Regions from separate parts of the Triticum aestivum genome. Here region 1 is linked to region 2. Evidence: chromatin contacts called from public Hi-C data. All regions are on one chromosome and are shown on one strand. The core of a region is the stretch at or near the end of the contact, and the rest is flanking DNA. Distances in the headings are between cores, read along the strand shown. Region 1 holds the start of LOC123054912 (probable isoaspartyl peptidase/L-asparaginase 2). Region 2 holds the start of LOC123054908 (receptor-like protein kinase BRI1-like 3).

Region 1 (6,309 bases), core at 1,298-3,797, 370 kb after region 2:
GATAGACGGTCTAGAATTGAAGTGACTCATGGAACTTATTTTCAGGCACGTGGTGCATAGGCGGTCACATATTTATTATCCGGTAGCTCATGGTTATGAAATAAGCAGTGCTACTACGGAGGATTCCTAGACTAGAACCAGATGGCAATCGCAGGATGGCCAAATGTATGTACACGCACTACGTGCGGAGACATCTCTGGCTGAGCTCCCGCACATGCTCACTCCCAGATGCCGACCTCCATGAAGCCGTCCTCGGTGGCACAGCCCCGGAACATGCCGGTGCAGTTGAACCCGTAGGCAACCTCGCCGGTGCCGGACACGGCGATGAGCCCCGCGAACCCCTCGTCGAGCCGCTCCTTGACGCAGAAGTCCACGGCCTCCTGCAGCGGGAGCCCTTTATACTCCATGACGGCCGCCACGTCCCGCGCCAGCGTGGAGCGGATGATGGCCTCGCCCTCGCCAGTGCAAGACACGGCGCAGTGACCGCACGCGTAGGTGCCGGCGCCGATGAGCGGCGAGTCGCCGATGCGTCCCGTCATCTTGTTCATCAGCCCTCCCGTGGAGGTGGCCGCCGCCGTGAAGCCGTTAGAGTCCACCACCGCGCACCCCACCGTCTCCGGCGCGTAGATGCTGATGGGCAGCCCGTTCATCACCATGCCGTTGCTGCCGTGGCCCTCCACCGCCGCCGCCAGCGCGCTGCAGGTGTCGGCCCCGGCCAGCGGGATGCGGTAGTCGAAGAGGATGCTGTTGGCCTCCTTGGCGAGCTTGAGCATACTGACGTTCTCCTCCGTGATGAAGTAGCTGTTGTCCACAACCTCAAGACCCTACAAACAGATCAAGTTGGAAACCAAATCAGATCCACACATTCAAATAGTAAAATTGGGTTAACTGTCGATGCAAATTAGGTTAGCACAGCCCCGAGATCTGCAGACAAAACGAGGGATTTTGTGGCAATCACGGAAACGGATCCAGTTGCTGTAACTCGATGGTATGGCGTCGACGACATATTCGTCAGCCGGGGAGCAAGTGGCCTGGTCCCGGCGCGGCGGCTGGCATGGACGGGGCACGACATCCGGCCTGGATTGCGTCCCGTGGCTGTCCGTCGCCCAGACGACGTGAGTGGTGCACAGGGGGAGGCGATGCCGTGCACACGTTTTCGCGCCAAAAACAGGGGAGCATGCAAGTAGAAACAGGGGTCCTACGGTTGTGTACAGTAACCATCATAGGTTCATGGATCTGACAAGAGACTCCTTCTATTTACTTCGATTAAAAAATTGTTCCCCGATCTTTAAAAAAAATGTACATCTTGTTTAATTTAGTATGAAATAGTGCCGACCACAAGAAAGAAAGTCGTGCACATGCATCGAAGCATTTTCTTTTGCGCATGCGACAAGATGGATGCCTTTGGCGCGGCTGATGGCTAGCTAGCTGCAAGATCTTGACTGAAAACTCTGAGGCATGTATCTAAAAAATGACATGCTTACGCAAAACGAAGCATGCAGATACGATACGGAACAAATTACATACCGAGCCTAAGCTACACCAAAATATCTTGGTAGCAATGGACTTGCAGGATCGAAGCAAGATGCGTCTCTGCAATGAACTGTCTTTCCCGTGCAAGCTTTGCTGCATGCAGCTGTGTTGGTGCTGTGTACACTATGTACAGAAAAGGTTCGGCTGGACAGGACAGATGGTGTGCCGCACCACACACGTCATCTGCACGTGTCGAGCGCACCCCAATTTCCAAGGGAAACTTTCCATGAAAAATTCCTGCTGCATGCCATACTACATCGTCCGTTTTGTCACGCTCCCCCATGCCAGGCGCACGAGATTCTTTTGATTAAAAATAGGATTACTGTGCAATAATTTCGGTTAATTAGATGAGCATGTTTTACGTCAGTTTCTTTGTTTCTTGGATACCTTGCATGGAACATCATCAACGGAGGCTAATTAACCGGGATTGGGAAAAGATCATGGCGTTAATTGATGGATGGATTACCTGCTCGCGCGCGAAATCCTCGGCGCCGTCGAAGGCGAGGTAGGAGTGGGGGGACTTGTCCATGACGCGGCGGGCGAGGGACACGGGGTTTTTAACGGTGGAGACGCCCGAGACTGCGCCGCAGCGGCGGCCGCGGCCGTCCATGATGCTGGCCTCCATCTCGACGGTGCCGGCGCGGGTGAGCGCGGAGCCGCGGCCAGAGTTGAAGCAGGGGTCCGTCTCCAGCTCGCGCACCACGGCCTCCACGACGTCCAGCGCCGTCGCACCAGCCCGCAGCAGGTCGACGCCGGCCTGCAGGCACCGCGCCAGCACCCGCTTGGCCTCCTCCTGGCGGTGCTCCGGCAGGTTCGGGTCCACGCCCGCGCCGCCGTGGATGGCGATGGCCCAGCGCGCCATGCGTGCGTATGTATGTATGTGTTCTTGGCGGTGCGGTGGTGTTTGTGCTATGCGATGGCTAAAGCTAAGGCTCTTGGATCGATCTCTCTGTGTGGCTACGGCTAGTTGATATGGTGCTCTGTTCTTTGTTGGTTGTTGCTCTGTTGGTATGTCTGTGTTGGAGAAGAAGGCAGGGAAGGCGGGGTATTTATAGGGGACGGGAGGGGGTGGCTCTTCTCCGGATCCGAGACGGGCTGGTTCGCGATGCTGCGGGTTTTGGGAAGGGTATCACAGGTCCGGGAGCGGCCGTCACGCCGTAGTAGGGCCGGATTCTTCTCTCCGGCAGTGCTGGGCGGGATATGGGGTTGCCGTCGGATTAGTTGCTGGTGTGTGGTCCGTAGACAAACAATAAAAAAAGGAATTTTTTGAGAGAATTAAAATAATTGGATTTGACAGCTGAATTTCCGAGGCTGCGTGATTTGGGTCCGGTTGATTCAGCACGACGCAGAGGCAAGGCATTTCGTTGGTATGAAGTATGATGTCTCTCCTATGACAAAACGAGCAACAACTCAGAAAATATATGCAAACGAGCAACAACTCAGAAAATATATGCAAACGAGCAAGATTGCTTCGTGGTAAAAGTGAATACAAGTCAGCAGGAAGATTCAGTGCTCAGGTTTTTTTTTTTTTGCGAGGCAGTGCCTCAGATAGTATGTACCGGTGAATTTACTCAATCTCGATAGTCCAGACCAGAACAGTGACGCTGACGCCATTCTTCTGGTGCCAAATAATTCCATGCCACAAAATGACTACTCCCTCCATTTCAAAATAGATGACCCAACTTTGTACTAACTTAATACATAGATCATTCAACTTTATATTAACTTTGTATTAAGTTAGTACAAAGTTGGGATGTATTAATAGATGATTCAACTTTATACTAACTTTGTATTAAGTTAGTACAAAGTTGGGATGTATTAAGTTAGTACAAAGTTGGGTCATCTATTTTGGAATGGAGGGAGTAATATTTTTAAAACTACAAAATGATCAACTTGAACTACTCCAATAAGTCCAACAAAATATGCATTTAAGCACTACGGGTCCTGGAACAAAATATACATTTAGAGTAACTCCAATAGGGCGACCCATTTCGTCCGCCTACGTCCGTTTGAATCGGCATGGACAAAAGAGGAGGCCCAACGCGCCGAACCAAACTCAACATGTCTGCTTCGCGTCCGCGCCGACGCATTTCGGCTGCAAGCCGACGCATTTGCGGCCCATTGCAGCCGAAATGCGTCGGCGCGGAACGGACGCCACACGCACCTTCTCGGTGTCCGCCGCGTCCCCACCTGGCGGTCGTCCAACTACCCGCGGTCAGCCTGATCAGCTTAATTTATGACGAGTGACGCCGGTCGTCATTCCTCGGCAACCGTACACATGTTGAATGTAGGCAAGCGGACGGGCGGGTTGTCATTTGAACATGGGGCAGCCGCATACTCCATGAAGCGGCGAGGGCAACACTCTCGACCGGCACATTATTTCAATGCCGAAGCACGGTGAGAGGTCGTGTCGCTCTGAGCCGGCATGAATGCGACACTGGTGCTCTGGAGCGGCGCTGACCTTCTCGGACGGGAAAACGCGCGGGCCCATGAGATTTTTTTGGTGAGGCGAGTAGTAAGGAGCGGACGTGGCAGGGATCCGAACGCCCGCAAAGCCCCCACCACAGATTGTCCGGACCGGCCTACGGACCATATAGACCTGCGTTTGATGGCAAAAATGTCTGGACCGCGCGTTCCGGACGATTACGGGTGGTTTGAGAGTGGGAGATGCACTAACAACGTTGCCGCTGGTGCTGGCGCAGAATATCCCGGATGGGCTGATTCCTGTGGAATCCAGACAAGCCAAACCGCAACAAGCTGGGGCGAATCAGCCACGAGATACGCAGTCACTCATGTCACGCGACGATAGCGATGGAATCTTTGTGCCCAAGCTCTCGTTTTATGGAATTAAATTATCACCGAATCTCGTGAGGGCGCCATGAAGATTCCACTGCGCAAATCGCTGTCACTTCCGTTTTAAAAATCAGGATCAACTTTCTTGTCGATGATCCCGTGAACTTCGATGGATCACCCGGTACGTCCGTACATTTACTGGGCAAAATTGCCGTGGGGATCACACCAGATCACCCGCGAAGGAATTGCCAAAATCTGTAAGATCGCAAGCCCTCAAATTAAGGGCAGATATGAGTGCATCTGCAGGAATTACTTGTTGGAAGATTCACGTATAACTATGCCCGCATGATGAGCAGAGGAAGTTTCAAGCATCTTATCTTTTCGACGTGACGAGCAGTGGAAAACAATGCGTTCCATGTGCCGGTACAATTTTTTTGCGCGAAACATCGTTGTTTCTGCCGCTATCAGCCACAGGGCATGGAGTGCCGACAGAGTATATTTCACATTCATCGCTCGACACCTGGGCACCGGTTTTACCACCCGCCACCCGAAGCCGAGATAATTTCAGACCAGAAGAATCTATGACGCACTTGCGTCACTTGCGACCCAACCGAGGAGGGTGACGCGCACGGACACGGTCACAAACCACAAACAGCACTCCCCAGCTCCCCGGAGCAAAAAGATGAGATGATGCACGCGGCAAATTTGACAAATTTAACCTATAGACGAAATCAAATCACAGAATGAACTGTCCGTAAAACTATTTCACGCGGCTGACCCGTGGCGCCTAGCTCTGAGGCGCTGCACTAGTGCAACGCCTAGGAGCTAGGCGCTACATTGTATAGTGTGACGCCTAGCTCTCAGGCGCTGCACACTGACTTAGTAATTTTCTGATCACACGGGTGCGTGCGACGCTGGCCGTGTAGCGCCTATCTGTGAGGCGTTGCACAGTGTAGTGTGGCGCCTTCGTGTCGGGCGTCACACAAAAAGGTCAGCGGCGTGAAATAGTTTCACGGATAGTTCATTCCGTGATTTGATTTCGTCTATAGGTCAAATTTGTCAAATTTGCCGATGCACGCACCTGCCGACTGCCGGACAAAGTTAAGTTAACCCGGCCCCGCCTCACACAAAAGTTAACCCACGATCGATGGAATCCAAGTTGCTAGTGCTCGCTGATCCACCATGTTAATTTCTACCGTTTAATCCTTCTTTATCACAACAAAAAGAATACTTTTATTTTGCGGGCAAACAAAAAGAATACTGTTGCATCCCCGCAAAAAAAAAGAATACTGTTGCAGTCAAGGCTTAGCTAGTCAGGCAGGCGAAATTGCATGCGCACACCTTCAACAGAGAAACAAAGGAGGCGAAAGGGAGATGCACGATCATGCGTGCCGATTTTTTATTTCTTTCCACGATTGATGCCATGCCCGAGGTTAATTAGCAAGTGAATCTCTCATAATCAATCGCACTTGCTACAAGTCAAGTATGCTTTGGATATCCCCTTTATATGCAGGATTTGCAGTTTCTCCGCAATATGCAAAGAGTATCTTCGAGGATTAAGTCTTCAAGATCCTTTTGAAACGGGGAATCAAGTGGTTGCTAAAATAGCCATACATTCACATCAATGTTAGGCGCATGCAGGACGGCTTCACTTTGTTAACCGTTGCTTTCAAAGCCTTTCAGATCTCCAACGAACGAAGAACCTCCACATTAGGCGCATCAATGTTAGGTGCATGCAGAGCATATTGCAAACTTTCTAGAGATGCATTGAAATCTCTGAGATCAAAACGCGCATGTGCAACTACTTAATGATCTTGTGGAGCATATGTGAACCCGTAATGAAAATTAAGAAATTTATTATTTGAATTATGCACTCGTAAAAGTTCACCAGAAGTACAAAGCATCTCAAATTAATAAAACTTGCATTAACGTTCCTAGACCATCAAAAGACCACTATTGCCACTAGAATAAGACGACGCCATG
Region 2 (5,825 bases), core at 2,670-5,169:
TCTGGAGCTGAACGGAGCCGCACATGGCCTGTAGTTTTTCTTTTCCTCAGCTCGACTGCAGACCTGAAACTACTCAAAAAAAGACTGCTGACCTGAAACCGCAGAACCAAAACGGCTCCTGTCTCCTGAGACGGTGGGCAGCGGCAACCGCCGAAGTCGTGGGGCTGGGGCGGGAAGCGGGGCGAACTGGACCCCCGGGCTAGGGCGCCGTGGCAGTACAGAGGAGGAAGCGGTCTGCATTGCGCGGGCGTGCGGCGACTGGCGAGCCGGCTGCCGGCTGCCGGCCAGTGGCAGACTGCGCTACTGGCCGGTTCCCAGTCCCGGTGGAAGTTCTCGGCGTGGCATTGAGCCACGCAGCGCAGCCTCGACCTCGGGCACGAGCAGACCTTACAGTGAATCAGCTACAGAGGGTAAGTAAATCCCCTCTTCGTGAACTGTGACTGAAAAAAGATCGTATCTGTGTGCGATTCGAAAATATCCCCTCTGCGTTGATTCGAAAATATGTGAATTGTAATTTAATTTAATTGTAGGCTTATTTGTCAAATTTGCGATATTTGTACATGGCATTCAAATTGTGAGAGCTAAGCGTGGCATAGAATAATGCAGAGTATTTATGCCAATAACATGTATGATAGGCGATCGATTACAAATTTGCACTGAAAAACATTCTTTTCCAAGACAGTAGTTCTCCAGGATAACAAACTGATTTGAGTGCAATTGCGACCAAGCAGCTTTCACTCAAATTGATGTGCGGGGTTCTTGGTCAGGATTGTTGGATCTCCTCGATCTGCTGCACGACATAAGACATTGCAGGCCTCCAGTCGGCATCTTGACTGCAACAGTTTAGGGCGAGCTGCAGAAATCGCAACATGCAGTCCACTTCTCCGTCCTTCTGCTGTTGTCCTAGGAGCTCCACGTCGAACACCTCCTCTGTCCACTCCTCAGGTGTGATGGAACACACCCACCGTGCCAAATCTAGTCCCTTCTTATTCTGTATGCTCTTTGCTGGAGCCTTGCTGCTGAGAAGCTCCAGCATTAGGATGCCAAAGCTGTACACATCAGCTTTCTGGGAGACTGACCTATTGTGATTGACCTCAGGAGCACAGTAGCCGGAGGCGCTGGAATACACACCAAGTGTTATCAGGCCATGCTCCGACACACATGCATCGTGGGTGCCGGTGAGCAGAATGTTGGAAGACTTAATGTTGCCATGGCAGCTCGATGGTCCAGCTAAGTGGATAGCCTCCACACCGCGCGCAGCAGCAAGTGAGATAGCTGACCGCTGCTCCCAGTCCAGCAGAGATGGGCCGGAGTCTCTGTCACCTAGATTAACACATCATGAATCAATGATGCATAAAAAACATTAGAAATTATGAAGGCAAGCATATGATAGCATTGTTACATTACCGTGGAGCACTTTTGCCAGGCTACCCATGGGGATGATATCATACACTAGCAACTGCTCTTCCGTGCTATAGTAATACCACCGTAGTGGCACAATGTGTTTGTTCTGGATGGCGCCAATCACCGTGATATGCTGCTCGAAATCCGCCTTCGGCAAATGCATACCCTTCAGCCTCTTGACCACCAACTCATAACCACCTTCAAGCGTTGCTTTGTATGTTGTCCCGACGGTACCCTTGCCCAGAATTTCAGCTGACCCCCGAAGCAGGTCTTCCAGCTCGAACGATTGGCCTGCCACTGTCGACCTAACAATAAAAGTTCCAACATTTTGGGTACTGCTGCTGCTTTCTAGTGATGGTGTTTCGGCTGGAGCTAGTTTATTTTTCCTCCCCAAAGGAAAAAAAGCTAGTCTTCCTTGTACCTGATGTGGAGCTTTTCTAAGTTTGCGAAGACGTTCTACAACTTCTAACATCTCAGGACGTTTGTTGAGTTCCATCTTCAAGCATTTACCAGCCAACTTAGCAATCTCATCGACAGTCTTCATGTCACTTGATGTTGCAATTTCAGGATCAAACATCTCCCTCACCCTCCTAAACCCTTTTGAAAGAGATTGAATAAAACTTTCAACCAAGCCGATCTCCCCATTCTCTGTTCTTGCTTTTTTTCTCGTTATGAGCTCCAGAAGCACAACTCCAAAACTATAAACATCACTTTTTGCTGTGAGGCGACCATTCTGAGCAAATAGAGGGTCCATGTAGCCTATACTTCCTATCACATTTAGAGTATATAAAGTATTTTCAGTGTTGACTAGTCTTGATATTCCAAAGTCTGATATTTTTGCTCTGAGTCCATCATCCAGAAGTATATTAGCAGGCTTGATATCACCATGAATGACCTGAGTATACATTTGTGAATGCATATAGCCCAACGCTTCTGCACATTCAATGGCAATTCTTAGCCGTGTATCCAAAGCAATGTGAATGCTATCGCCGTGAAGGATGTCACTCAGATTTCCTTTAGGAATATACTCCGTGACCACCATTAGGGCATTTTCATCAATACAGTAGCCGACTAATCTGACGACATTCTTGTGATTGATCTCACGGTGGACGAGCAACTCTTTGGCAAAATCTTCTTTTACATTGCAGATAAACTTCTTGACTGCAACCATACTTTTGTCCTCAAGGACTCCTTGATAAACTTCTCCGAAGGCACCTCTACCCAGTAAAGTCTTATAGTTGTCAGTAAATCTGTTTATCTCATTTTCTGTAAAACATTTCACATTATGATTGCTACGTGCTATCCATTTTGATCTGTGCTCTTCATGGATAAGTTGTGTTACTATATTTTCTGGATGATCCATCTTTGGAAGTAGTAGCGAACTTATTCAACGTTGGAAGACAATTTGACCTAGAAACAGTTTTGGTAGTGGTAAAAGTCAAATTTAATCCAACATAATAATCAAGGAAACAAAATAAACGAAGCACGTAAGAGTGCTTAATTTCCTTGGATTAATCATCCTCTCGGTGCCGAAGATAACCAATCTGGATTTCTAGTTTACATATTTACACAACTTTGCAGAGAATCACGTGTGTTTATGACTAGAGGACGTACCACGTAGGAAAGAGTATAACTTATAGTTTCATATGTATTGTTAATTTGGAGAGTGGCGTTTTGGCACACGGGAGCACGTGCTCCTGATTTTTAAAATGTGTTTTGAACGTATTTTGAAATGTCAAAATATTCCAAAAAAAAATTGATGCATACATCTTGATATTGTACATGCTCACAAAGCCGTTTCGTGGAAAACTGACAAGTTATGTGTCGTGTTTGAAAAACACAAAATTTGGTGTTAAAAAGTGCTTTTCATAAGACATATTTTTGTCTTTTTTACACAAGCCACAGAAAATGTTCGTTTTCTCCGAAACTTGACGTGCACACATATAATGTTGAGGTGTATGCACCAAATTTCTGTTTGGGATTTTTTCACACTAATATTTTTTCCGGTGGCAGGAGCACACGCTCCCACGTGCCAAAGCGAATTACTAGTTAATTTGTAGCTTGTTGGGGGCTGGGTGTTCTATGATCTGAATGTTGTAAGCTGGTGATTTTGGATTTTTGCAAAATTTCAGGCTCCAGGCAAAAATCCTCACCCGGGGCCATGGGCCTATTCTCTAACAATATTTGTTGTTCATTTCTGCCATGGATTTTAATAACAGCTCCATGATATGATTTGGGCAATTCTACATAATTGCTTCCTAGCCGGAAAAATGAGACAGTGTTTTAAAAATGAAGAGAACATGTTGAAATCGATTAAACAAAGAAGTGAAGAATTCAAAACCCAAAGTGCTAATATCTAGGGGGGGAAACAGAGAGAAGTAAAAGACATGGAGACATACCACTTGAGGAGAATGGACACCGTAACATAGCAGAGTCAATGGAGCCTTCTTTCGTTAGTGGTCGCGCCGATCGCCATGGAATGGATCTGTAGAAGAAAGAGCAGAGGTATGTATGGCTAACCATTCAACCCGCAGGATATGGAACACTCTCGGGCCACTCCCTCTTGAGATTATCCTGACCGTCGGATCTCGGCTGGGAGTCATATGGGCCGTTTATTTTGACTGGTGGTTTCGCTTTTGTTTGACTCTACTCGAGCTAAGTCCATGCTTTGGCTGCCACTGGGCCATACCTGAAACTACGACCGTATCGTAGACGGGTGACTTTCAGTTGGTGAGAAAAATGACACGCTGTGCCCGACGCTCTCTCGGCCGGCTCGTTCTTTTTTCCCATCTCGCGCGGGCGCCGTCGCCGTCGGCGTCACCACGGGTTGTCCATTTCAGTCTTTCACCGTCGCGCGCCCATGTTCCTGTCTCCTCCGCGTCTCCACCCCCCTCGCGCAGTACGCATCCATTGCCTGCTCAAGCCAATGTTGACCTTTGTACCCGATATGGACAGCTCGTTCCGGGCCGTGCCGACGCCGTTCCAGCCGTCACATGCGCAGGCGCGATGTCCACATTATCCCGCATCCGCTCAGGCAAAAAGCAAGCTGTACGGTTTTTCCCGCGCGCGCCATTGAAGCATTATAAGAGCATCTACAGCCGGGCATTTCAAACCCTTCTCAAACGTCCGAGGTGATCGGCCAGTCACGGACCAGTCACGAAATTTTGGCCCAGCCGAGCGCCTCAAACGCCTGGCTGGCCGGTGACGATGACATGTACCTAGGGTAGGGTCTTAGGCCTGACCTAGACACCCTACCTAAGGACACTACTCTAGGGTTAGACATTCAGAGTCCAACAGTGAGTACCGACTGAAATCACCTTGAAGTGCTATTCACTCGACAGAAGATTTCACTCGGATACCCCAATTCCACTCGACCACTATAGAGTCACTCGACCACATGAAGAATCACTCGGAGTACAGAAGATCTAAAGCCACCTCATGATGGCAACGGTCAGACGTTCACTCTGTAGTCATAAAGATCATTAATAGCTGGCGTTACCAGTAATGCCTCTGTCTTAACTCACATTGAACCCTGTGTAACTGAGGGCTACGAGGGTCCTGGCGCACTCTATATAAGTCACCCCTCCTCAGGCACAAGGGTTCGCACGCCCTGTAACTTCCACGCATAATCCAGTCGACAAGCCTCCGGGCACCGAGACGTAGGGCTGTACCTCCTCCGAGAGGGCCCTGAACTCGTAAACTTACGTGTACAACCTCACTGTAGCTAGGACCTTGCCTCCTCCTACATACCCCCTATTCTTACTGTCTGACTCACTTCCACGACAATCGGCACCCCTCATAACCAGCCCAAATATTGTCGGACAAGGCCCGCACTCCCCTCCGCCACCCAAGCTCATCTTCGGTGCCGTCCGATCGTCTCCGGCATGATGGGTAGCGGATCTGAGTCCTTCACCTCCAAATCCGTCAACCCCGAACTCATCCCACGCGGCCCCGAGGAGGAGATGGTTGTCTGGCTTGCGCTCCGCCACTCCCGAGAGGAGGCCCGTGCATGACAACGCTCGAACTCCTTCCGCCGGGAATCGATTGTGTCCGCCCAAATGGCGCATGGATCCGGCGCTGGGCCAGCCGTCGCTACCTCACAAAGAGTGGTGCGGTCTGTCAGGAATCGGAATGCGGTGGCGGACGTGCAACCCCTCCGTTGGCGCGCGGAGGTCATGGACGCACCGTGGGCGTCGTCCGGCGCAACCATGGCGCGGCGTGCCCGCTGTGCGAGGCAGCGGGCGTGGGAGGCGGCGGCAGCGCTCGAGGCGGTGGACGTCAGCGAGGCGGAGTCGCATTGTCCGGCGCCCCGTACGGTGCAGCAGTTCGGGCGCCGCAACCGTGTCGTGGTGGATGTCGCCGACTCGTGCCAGGATAGATCCATTATCGATCGGACGTCCACCGGCACCCAACGAGTTCCG

What was found. Hi-C and Micro-C count contacts between places; a contact is called where the count stands out from the background.
Region 1: a contact with region 2 is called in a Hi-C map of leaf, with 4 times the contacts expected there. The contact joins the promoter of LOC123054912 here to the promoter of LOC123054908 in region 2. A contact is called at or near these places in 2 of 5 Hi-C or Micro-C datasets (both in leaf).

What each region holds. Positions count from the first base shown.
Region 1 is chr2D:606,431,470-606,437,778 of IWGSC CS RefSeq v2.1, forward strand. LOC123054912 (probable isoaspartyl peptidase/L-asparaginase 2) reads right to left here and starts at 2,548. Exons shown (of 2, transcript XM_044478787.1): 1 at 2,000-2,548; 2 at 12-824. The coding sequence starts at 2,395. The coding sequence ends at 219.
Region 2 is chr2D:606,059,084-606,064,908 of IWGSC CS RefSeq v2.1, forward strand. LOC123054908 (receptor-like protein kinase BRI1-like 3) reads right to left here and starts at 3,920. Exons shown (of 3, transcript XM_044478783.1): 1 at 3,804-3,920; 2 at 1,408-2,814; 3 at 505-1,323. The coding sequence starts at 2,767. The coding sequence ends at 764.